2 separate regions of the Anser cygnoides genome follow, and region 1 is linked to region 2. The links are chromatin contacts, called in public Hi-C maps. All regions are on one chromosome and are shown on one strand. The core of a region is the stretch at or near the end of the contact, and the rest is flanking DNA. Distances in the headings are between cores, read along the strand shown.

The links. Hi-C and Micro-C count contacts between places; a contact is called where the count stands out from the background.
Region 1: a contact with region 2 is called in a Hi-C map of liver, with 2.6 times the contacts expected there. The contact joins two enhancer-like sites. A contact is called at or near these places in 3 of 7 Hi-C or Micro-C datasets (granulosa cells and liver).

What each region holds. Positions count from the first base shown.
Region 1 is chr1:16,321,747-16,327,334 of Taihu_goose_T2T_genome, forward strand. KIF21A (kinesin family member 21A) reads left to right here. Exons shown (of 34, transcript XM_066989881.1): 7 at 1,100-1,215; 8 at 5,333-5,528. Among named protein-coding and RNA genes, the nearest start is that of KIF21A, 42 kb to the left of the region's middle. Within about 2 kb of position 2,390, at least 1 of the 3 cell types and tissues checked has open chromatin away from gene starts, as enhancers often do. A contact at or near this core is called in liver, where this site is marked.
Region 2 is chr1:16,188,448-16,194,289 of Taihu_goose_T2T_genome, forward strand. REDIC1 (regulator of DNA class I crossover intermediates 1) reads right to left here. Exons shown (of 13, transcript XM_066989846.1): 6 at 5,190-5,390; 7 at 2,686-2,792; 8 at 1-66. Among named protein-coding and RNA genes, the nearest start is that of REDIC1, 10 kb to the right of the region's middle. Within about 2 kb of position 1,999, at least 2 of the 3 cell types and tissues checked have open chromatin away from gene starts, as enhancers often do. A contact at or near this core is called in liver, where this site is marked.

The sequences.
Region 1 (5,588 bases), core at 1,140-3,639, 130 kb after region 2:
GCTTTTTTTTTTCCTGGTTCTAGTGTATAGTATCAGATGTATTCTGCACACTGGAACTTTTAATGATTCTCTTACAGTCAGGGCAGTGGTTATATTTTGTAGCCAACGGAAGAGCATTCACTTCAATTTCATCATTGATATAGGCACAAAGCCAATAGAAGTTTGGAGTTTTAATGGAACAAATGCATCTTTAACAAAAATGGGTTACAGAATGCCCAAAGGCGAAAACAAGCATAGTAAAAGTAATATTTTATATGTTCACAAAACATTTACAGTGAATTCCAGCCATTAACTTTGGGAAACACAGATGAAGATGAATTAAACTTTAAAGCACTCTTAGCACATGGTCTGTATGCAGTTCTGCAATTGCTGGGTGCAGTAAAGCCATTTTCAAGACTGTGTTAAAAATTGATTGTACAGGGCGCCATCTAGAGGAATGTGTTTTAATTTGGCAAGTGAATAATCCTGTACATGTAGTTAGTTATACATCTAAAAATAAGTTTATAGCCAAATATTTAGCTGTTTATAAACATGAAACAAGCCACTTTTTAGCAATGCAGTGGCTATGGACTACATAATTTCAAACCTTAAATGCTTAAATCCTCGCCAGATGCAATTTATTTTATATCCATAGTGGTAGTAAAATCTGTTTTTTCATATCAATACTCCATATATTATTCTAAATTTAGCGTAAAGCAGCCTGATAAAGATCAATTTTAAAGATAATGTGGCTACCATTAGAGGCATAGACAAGCTTTAATAATCACTGAAACAAAGTGTTCGTTACATGAAGTAGTTCTAACTTAGTTTGTGAATGATGTGAGATATCAATAGAAAGTGCACACAACTGTGTTAAGCTCTTTGTTCCTGAAGATACCAGACTGTACAATAAACATTTATAAATTTCCATGCTAACAGTAAATCAAATCATTTCCAATGTAAAAACATAAAGAAATACTTTTTTTAGTATGTTAACTGTCATGTGATTTCTACGCCCCACCCTCCCAATGCACAGGCTGGAGTTTGTGACTGATTTTTAAAATAAAGCTACCCAGGAATTCATTCTAACTTGCATGTAATGTGAACTTGTGTTTTACAGCTAGCTCTTGGCAATGTAATAAGTGCGTTGGGAGATAAAAGTAAGAAGGCAACTCATGTACCATACAGAGATTCAAAGCTTACAAGGCTACTTCAAGACTCCCTTGGGGGAAACAGGTACGGGAATATTTTGCATGTTTCATTGTGAATGGAAGTGAATGAGTACATGATCTTCAGAAAGTAAAATAGCCCTTAAAGAGAGTTGTTATCTTTATTATTGTTTGTTGGTGGGAGGTTCCAAAACTAAATGACTGTTATGATTGGAAATGACTGTTATGATTGGAAATGCTGGCAACGCAAGGAAAAGATATTAAAGAGGCTTTTTGCATCATTCTTTTCAATGCTGTTGTAGCTTTACTAGACATGGGGCTTTGAGTTACCTGGAAATGATAACTTCTAAGTAAAGGACAAGTCCTTCCTCTTTAGATTATAGGTACCATAAATGTTAAATCTGTTATTGTGTCATAGCCTTATGAATTACAGCATAGTTTAAAGCCATGGTGGCTTTCTGCTTCAAGCAGATGTTTTTGTTGCTTTTTTTTAACCTGAATTGTTAAACAATACTGGCTTTTGATGTGTTGCCAGTATAGTAACAGAGGAGGTGACTTTGACTTCGTCTATCTTTAAATACAACTGTAAAAACAAACAAACAAAACAAAACAAACAAAAAACACCAGAATTCTCCCTGGAGAACTTCGTCAGACTATTGCTATTTTAACTTCTCAAATTTTGTGTTCTCTGTTTGATTTTTTTTTGTCACTAATTTCCCTTCAGTCCCTTTTCTCATGCCTTTTCCCTCCCCAAGAGGTAGCATTGTGGTTATCTGCGTGCAGTTATCCCATTATTTACTCACCATCCAGTTACAGGTATCATCCAGTTATATTTCTTCATTCAAGCCCTTTGCCACGGTTTGTGTTGGTTACCATGGAGGTGACTGCATTGCATCCACAGGGCTAAGGCTTGGGGATTAACGATACTGTGCCCTTACTATTTATATTTATAATTGCATTTCATATTGTGAAGTCCTCATAGATGCTGGCTGCTGCTGAAGCTGTGCCTTGTAAGAGCCAGATGAAGGCCTAAAAGCAGAGAGACGTTTCTGCAGAGGCATTCATGCTGACTTTGATGTCAGCCTTACCTCTCAGGAAAGCTTTATTGTTGGCTGATGTCTCTCCCTGGATGTCTGCTGGCTTGCGTCAGCATGTGTTGCCATCTATTAGCTAGGGAGCCCAAACCACATTTGCAAATTAGATTGTCTAGCTCCGACTGCTGCCCTTGTGGGCACAGGCTCACTGTCTGCTCTGATCACCATGAGCAGGAGCTTCATGCAGCCAGTTCTCCTTGCACAAAGTACCCTTTGTTGTTGAGCAAGGCAGCTTAGCACATACACTGCCGTCTTTTCATAAAGGTTGTCTATTTCAGGATATTGTGGATATGTCCAGTTATCTGGTGGTGAGTTAGAGACGAGTAAAATCAAACAACTGTGTCACCAGAACTGTTTGTACGACCCTTCTCTGTCTATGTACTGCATAAAGACGAGGAAGAGAGGCTTAGGCTCTGGAAGCTCTAAGCAAACATGCAACATGAACATGTAGAAAGACAAAAGGGACCGTAGTTAAGTATGTTTTAGCAAGCTAGTACATTTATTGCTCTATTTAATCTGATATGGCTGACTGCTGTCCTCAGGGGGGCAGGAAGTATTCTGGGCATTTCACAAAAGAATAGGGAGAAGTGGAGATTTCTTAAATCACTGCTCTGTTCTTCAGAGATATAACTTCAGTAACAGTCTGCAGTATTGCAGCACAGAGATATAAAAAATGGGTAAAATAAAGGCTAGGATTTTCAAAAGTGTTTAACGGAGGAAGAAACCCAATAATAGGGAAAAATCAGGAGAAACCGAGTGCATGACTTCCAAGCTGTTTCTGGAAATAACTTTACAAATAGCATTTCTTGACTAATTTTATATCAAATACACCAGCTAATAGTCACTTTTCAAGCTGCTTCTAAAATTACACTTTTACTGAAATATTATTTTAATTTGACTCAAAACATTTTTTGTCTGGTAGCTCAACTGCTCCCTCTTCTGTACTTCAAGAGAAATTACAGCTTACTGTAAAATGCAGACAGCAAATGCAGTTCCAGATCATTTACAAGGTTATGAAGATATATTATTTCTGTTCCTGACGGATGTTCATTTTTTTTCTCCCACCCCTCATTTTTATTCATGTAATATACATGACAAGACAGGTAAAAATTAGTAATTTGCTGTTAAGGAAGAGTTGCACATTGTAACACAACTTAAATAATTTCATATCCATGCTTTAGCAAACAAACTGTGGGAAAGCTAAATTTTAATAAATATGCATTTTTTCCTCAGGGAAATCAGATTATTAGATTCCTGCTAGACTTTTCCATAGCTTTTCAAATTCCACCCTAGGTACTACAGTCCACATTAGCCATTCTCTTTTGCAAATACTTAAAAAGATTTGCTGGTAGTGATTCAGGTTAGAATATAATTCAGGTTAGAATACAAATACAATTCTGTAACAGTTTTGAAGCAGCATTTAAGCATTAATGCTTCTTGAGTTATTCAAGTTAAAATATGGAGCACTCTCTAGATTTCAGGGAGGCATTTTAAAGAAGTGGAAAAATAAAAGGAGTAGAATGGTGTTTAAAAATGAGTCCACTACAAAATGCAGATAGGAAAGTGGAGTTTGAGTTGCTCAGTTTTTAAGAAAGCTAGCAGAAGCAGTTGTCTGAGGCTTAGAAAAGGAGTCAGATTCTAAACTGAAAGCACAAGTAGTCCTGATCTCAGAATTACTATTATTTTCTTAATCTAGCATATTCATATCTTTAGGACTAAACTCCACAAGTCTGGGGAGGTGATGCAATGGTACACAGGAGATCTGAGAGAGAATTGCAGAAATCTAGTCCTGTCTTACATACTGAGTCTATCCCGTGTCCTCAGGCTAGTTACTCTTTTTAGTTTAGTTTCCCAGTGTGTAAGGTGAATATAATCACTTGCCTCACAAAGGGTTTCAAGAAGTAATTTGTTTTTCTTGATCTGAAATTACAGAAGGCGAAGATCAGATCCAGTCTGTCTAATGCAGATATTTCTCCATTGCCCTGAAGACAGTGCACTCCTAACACAACCACCTAAGCTTCCACGTACAACAAAGAGAAGCACGTTCCTCTAAAGCCTGCTGGGGATGATCCAGTCACCTCCTATATATGTGTTTTCCCCTGTCTATTGAGAACTTAGGGCATATTGGTGCCTTTAAGCTAGGATCTACAGCTGGAATTCTGGTTCTGACCCCTCCAAACTGTTCTTGTCTCATGTGAAATAAGAGTGAGTGTGTGATCCTGGTTCCTCCCCTTACCAGGCGAATAACTAAAACATTAGGCTGGAATGAAAGGCATTTTTTTCTTTGTTTTTTTCCCCCCCCACCTTTTTTTTTTACAGTCTATTTCTTGGAGCAGGGAGCATGTTCTCACCTTGTATATCCCAAGATGGGATGGCTAGAGGGTGGAGAGGAGCACAGGAAGTAGTTGTTTGTTTTGTGCATAGAGCTCAACTATTGCTCCTTTTTATGGAGGTGCTCTAAGCTTAAGTGGTGTTGCAAAACATGGAATTAATTTCTTGCCAGGTGTACTGAGGATAAGTACTATCTTTTGGGCTTCTTTTGGTATAGCAGATATTTGGAGCTGAAGAATTTAGGCAGTTTGGATCTCAGTAGAAAAAGATAGGTGGAAGACAGGTATTTTATGAAGTTCTGGGCACATACGGGCAGCTGAAGGTGAGTGTTTGGGCAGCTTCCAGATTAAGTGGGTAGCACCTCATGAATTAATTAGTCCTGACAACTAACATGATCCAAATCACTATTTGAGGCCTCAGGTTGCCTTGAAGTATTTTAATCTCAGTTTACATGTGATTAGGAAAACTGAATATAATCTGAACAAGATTTCTAGGAACATCAGTTAATTGCTTTTATAATTTAACATGTAGAACAATTAATGATCTCTCTCTTATACTATGCTAGGGTGATACAAGATGTAACAGTGCTGGAACTTTGTGGTTGACAGTCTTCTGCTACAGTGAGCTAGATCTAAAAAAAATTCACAAATGTTATGAAGTCACTGCATCTTTTTTCACCTTCTATATGAAGACCCATTAGCTTCTCTGTACTCTTTTTGTTCTTGATTTGTAAAGCTAACCTATGTTTGTAACTTGCAGTCAAACACTCATGATAGCGTGTGTGAGCCCGTCAGATCGAGACTTCATGGAAACCTTGAACACATTGAAGTACGCAAATCGGGCACGAAACATCAAGAACAAGGTGATGGTTAATCAGGATAGGGCTAGTCAACAAATAAATGCTTTGCGCAGTGAGATTACACGGCTACAGATGGAGCTTATGGAATACAAAACAGTAAGTGTATCCTTTTAGGATTTCTTCTGCTCTAAAATGATTATAGTTCTACAGCTTGTT
Region 2 (5,842 bases), core at 749-3,248:
CTGTTTTCTAATTCTTTACTGGTCATTATCACCGGATTTTTCCTGGCAGAATTCATATAGTCCAGCCTTTGGGGGAAGGGAATTAAAAAAACACAGCTTGCTCAGTATATAAATTAGCAAAATACTAACTGCTAACACTACAAATGATCGACTCGATAAAAAAAAATCAGACTTTGCTTCTCAACACACTTGCTTCTGTCGTGAGTGTATGTTATTTCCACTGAAAGAGTGCCTGTATTTTATCTCCACGTTATAGTAAGGCTGATTTAAACAGAGTTCTGTTTCATGATTTCTCCAAATGTGCCAAGACATGGAGCATATCCTCGAGTAGGAAACTGTGATTGTGATTTATAAAATCAGCCACAGTATGTCACTGCTGCTCCACTCAGCTGACCAAAGAAGTCCACTCTGTATCAAAAAAAAAAAAAAAAAAAAAGAAAAAAAAAAAAGAAAAAAAAAAAAGAAAGGAAGAAAAAGAAGATGTAGACAGCTTCTTCAGTTCATAAAAAGTTTATTCTTCAGGGCTACAGTTCACTCTTGTACTGAAAGCCCATTACAAGATCTGAGCATTTTTTTAATTCCTGGTCTCTTCAGCAAGATGACTTTTTTTTTGTAATTGAGGTCAGTAATCGTAATTAAGCACAGAGGTTTTCTACTCTACAGTCAGGAGGCCAGTCAGACATTTTGTTTTGCCCATACTTCCCTCCCCCACTTCTGGTAGTAGTGGTTTTGAAGGATGCTATCATGTTTATCATTAGTGCAAAAGCTATCACACTTTCACTTATTTGGATATTAATTTAAAAATTTCCACTTCTTTCTAGGTTTAATCTCTTGACTGACATTTCAGAAAATCTGAGGGAAGAGTTAAGAGATTTATATATGCAGAGAATTAGCAGAAATGGCCATGGACATTCAAAACATGCCTTTTATTAAAATAAAACAAAAATAATAATAAAAAGACAATGCTATCAGTGGAACTTGAAAATTGAAATGTGGTAAAGTAAAAACTTTTTAAAAAAAATCTGTAATGTCTTGATCAGAAAATACTTGGAACTGGAAAAAGATCCTAGAGAACTTAAGAGAGAAAGTACCCATGCATCAGTTTTAAAAGACTAAATATAATATGGTTTGTATCTAGAGAAAGTTGGATACCACTGAGGAAGGTAAAAACTTTTTGTGGAGCAATTCCAGCTGAACATTTTGTAATGCTAAGTAAAAGATAATAGATGAGGAAATGGCTAAGCACTACTCAGAGTGAAAGACTTATTTTTACAAGACACCTACAATTTTTAGTTAATATTTAATGAACTTGAGGGGTCACAGCTCTCAGATGTATGCACATCGATTCCATCATCAGTATGCTACAATTATGTTAAATGATTGTACAAGTTTATGCTTTTCACATCCTGTGAAAGATACGTCCTTCCCAGGAGAGTTGACAGCTACTAAGGTAAAAGAATTTATGGATATAATGAGTGAAAACAAAACAAGGAAAGCACACAGAAATGGAGCTGAAGAGCTGTCGGAAAGGAGATTTCACATTGTCAGTGAGCCATGAGTGGGTGGAGGACTGTGAGAGGTGCCATGACTAAGGGGAGTGCAGACCTGAGGGCCTGTGGAGAAATGAAAAGGGAGACGTAGGCAAGATAAGATTATGTACGGCTTTAACATCAAGGTATTCATCAGGAAGTCACGAAGATATACAGCAAGGTGAGCATTATCCTAACTTTAAATTTTGCTGCAGAAAGCTAGGAGGAGCTAGGAAAAGTGAGAAAGTTATGTTGGCTAAGACTGGAGGCTGCTGTGTCCATCAAGGTATCGCGGTCAGTGGGCTACCCAGTGCCTTGACCCCCCAGGTAAACAGAGTGCAGGTACTTCAGGAACTGCAGAATAGTGTATGGTCTTTTTATGGCTCTCTCCAGAGACTGACATGAACTTTCACAGACAACAGACTAACAGAATAGAAAGAATAAAGGAAAGTTAGCCCTGTAAGATCCCTAGATATAAGGAAATAACACCTAGAAAGAAACTGTTCAGTGAAATGCTGTTCAGTACAAATGACTCTGGCCCTAAACCCTCTGTGATTAAAAGATTTTTAATCAGCAAATGTAAAGAGAAAGCAATCCTAGGTTTCTGCCTGTTCTTTTAGAAACAAAGTGCATTTCTCATGAAAGTATTCTTGAATCAATTCTAAAAAAAAAAAAAAAAAAAAAAAAAAAAAAAGCTATAGATAGTAGAATCACATATAAAAGAGAAGAAGAATAAATGTTTTTGCTCCTGGAATCCCAAATATAAACAATGGAGGTGGAGAAGTTGCTCAATTGCTACAACATCAAGGTCATCAGAAAAGTGCTTGCAACAGTGCCCAGAACTAATGAGAGTGGCAGCAGTGACCCTCCCCTTGGCCTGTCAGTGAATCCATGCTTGTGGATGAATTGAGAAATACCATTCTGTTTGCAATATTGCAAAAAACAGACCATGGTTCCAAGAACCTACCAAAATCACAGTTTGCTGCCTCTCTGCAAATTTAAACAGCTTTGTATGTTCAGTCTTCTCATTTAACTTTAATTTCTATTTCAAAAGCACTACAAATCTGTGAAAAATCAAGTAACAATAAGTTGCAGGTATTGCCCTTACTTACTTTACTGTGATTTTTGCTCTCTCTAATATCAAATCACTGCCTACCTGTGCACTGGCTTGAACAGCTCCAGAGGCACTGTATCAGACTTTCTTAAAATACACTGGCTTGGGTGTTTTGAAAGCCAAGGGTCTTGATCCGAAATAATTCCTGGCTGAGAAAATGATCAAAACTGTCAAACCCTGAATTTATAGAATAGTTATAGCGTTTTAAACTTTAAAGTTGTGTTTGCAAACAATATACATGATTTCCAACTGTTTTTACTTCTTTTTATCTTTACAGTAAAGGCTAAAACATTACAGCCCAACTGAGTTCCATACAATTCATACTTTTCTGTATGCACATGTCACTGCTAGCATGCAAAATGCCCTTTTAAGCATTCCATGCTCCCATAATATCGACAAGCTGGATAGACTGGAAAGAGCTGACATTCCACCGAAGGTCACAGAATCACAGAATGCTGTTGTGTGGAAGGGATCTCAAGAGGTGTCTAATCCAACCTCCTGCTCAAAGCAGGGCCAGCTTCAAGGCTAGTCCAGATTGCTCAGGATTGTTCAGGACTGAGACTCCGCAGCCTCCTTAGATGACCTATTTTGGTGTTTAGCTACTTTTGTGACAACACTTTTTACTATACAAGCAGAATTTCCATCATTTAAACTTGTGACTTTTATTTCTTGTCATTTCACTGTGCACCTCTTACTCTGTCCTGTCTGTAACTCTATTTAGATTCTGGAAGACAGAGTCTGATTCCCTACCTCATCCCCTTATAGCTTTCTCTTTCCCAAGCTATACAAACCCTCTTTGCTCAGTCTCTCCATGTCTATCATAAGCTCCAATCCACTAGCAATTTTTGTGACCCTCCGTTGGTCTTCCTCCAGTTTGATCTCTCTCTTGGGCTAAGAGTGCCCAGAGTGGACACAATATTTCAGATGCCTTCTAACACATGCTTTTCAGAGGGGAACAATCACTTGCCTTTGACAGTTGTATATGCTCTTTCTACTACAGCCTTTTATGTAGAAGGCCTTTATTGCTACATGGGTGCATTGCTGACTTGTGTACAACTCGTTAACCACTGGCACTCTCAGGTCTTTCTCTGCGAAGCTGCTGCCTACTCAGTCAGTCCCCCACCTACACAGATATGTGGAGTTATTCCTTCTGAGGTGCAGGATGTTCTGTTTATCTGTGTTGAACTTTATGAGTTTTTTTTTTGGCCTTCTGCAAGTCAAGATCCCTCTGAGCAGCAGCCCTCCAACTGTAATGACCACTCTGTCAATTTGGTGTCATTTATGAACCTGCTGAGATGCTGAGGGTGCATTCTGTCCCATTATCCAAATTGCTGATGAAAATATATCAGACTTGTTATTAAATCCTGGGCATCCCTGCCAGTTGCCAACTAGACATAAAATAATTGTCTTTGCAATTATTTTGAGCATGATGGTACAGCCAGTTTTTTACCCAACTTATCATCCACTCCTCTGGTTGATTCCTCCCCACTTTTGCTACAAGGATCCCACAAGGTAAACTTTGTCAAAAGCCTTCCTAAAGTCAAAGTAAATAATATTCACTGCTGACCCTTATCCACAGAGCCAGTCATTTCATCACAGAAGTTAATCAGATTTGTCAGGCACAGCATGGCCATGGGAAATGTATGCTGACTGTTCTCAGTCACCTTCTTGTTCTTCATGCAACTTTGAATGACCTCCAGGAGGTCTGGTTCTGTAACAGGTGAGCTGAAGATCTAGAACTTCCCTGGATCATGCTTGTCTTCTTTGCATATGGGCATAGCTTTTTTGTATTTTTTGCTGCTGAGAAGATCTCCTGATCACCACAGTCTTTCAAAGATGATGAGCATCTGCCCTGCAGTGATGTCAGCCAACTCCCTTAGTATTGGATGCACCTTGTCCAGTCCCATGCATTTGTTTGTGTCCAGTTTACTCAGGATTCCTTAACCTGTTGCTTCACTGCTGTTTTGTATGTCTCTCCCCAAACCTGGGCTTGAAAACATGCCAGAGAGCAGACCTTGCCAGAAAAGACTGAAGCAAAGTAGGTCTCTATTGCCTCAGGCTTTTCCGTGTCCTTTGTCAGTAGGTCATCGATTCTGTTTAGCAGTGGACAGCATTTTCTTTGGTTTCCTTTTGCTGATGACAGAGCTATAGAAGTTCTTGTTTCCTTAGGCCACGGTTATCACCTGGGATCATACGACACCCTTTTATACTAACTGTACATTCAAGAAAGCTGTATTTATAACTGTAGTGTACTTCAGTTTTCTTTAAGCAATTTTACAAACCAGAAACAAAAGACAGCCGCAGTATGTGGCTAACTTCCTTCCTGCAGATATCAGCAATACTGAGAGTTCAGCAAATACAGGCTCAAACTGAGGCTGTTTCACACCACTAAAAGAAATATATTTGTATACAGAATAATCATTGCCACTAGCCTACAAGAAATGTTGTTGTTTGTTATTAGCTTCAACATTACACTAATTCTATACCCCAAATAAATGAAATTTAGTTAAAAATAATTCTGAGGAGAAGAAAAATATTAATCAAACCTGGTTTTGCTGCTTATCTTCATAGGTCTCTTCCCAAGGGTTGCCCATCAGGTTTGTATTGAAATTTTCTTCTGAAAACTGTGCATAGTTAGAGGACCAAAAAACAGAAGGGGACAATGGACAGGTGCTAAAAGCTGTTGCTATGTTGTCTTCACATTCCATACTAGAGTCAGCATAAGATAGTTCTGTTACTTGTGGTAACTAGATAAAAGATAGCAAAGAGATTTAATTTATCTAAGACTATTTTGATCTAAGCATAAAGTTCAAAAAGATCAAACCTTTCTATATCTTTTACATCTCTTTCCACATATACCACTTTCACAGGAAAAAAAAAATCATGTATTTTGATACGATTTTTTCATTAAAAACATAAAGTAGTAAGGGTTTATTTCAGGAAAACACTTCAGTACATACTGAAGTTGAAGTATACACACAAATGTTATCCTGAGGGGAGATGGGTATAAATACATTTTTAGCTTTAGCTAAATGATCTGTTGAATTGATTCTTAAGTAGAAAATTTAAAATTATTTTACTCCACTATGAAGAAAACTCCAGCATGTTGTGAGACCAACAATGCTATCTCAAGCACATCAGAGCACTGGAGAAATTTGAAGAAAAAAATCATTGAATGTTTCTGCAACCACAGCTACAT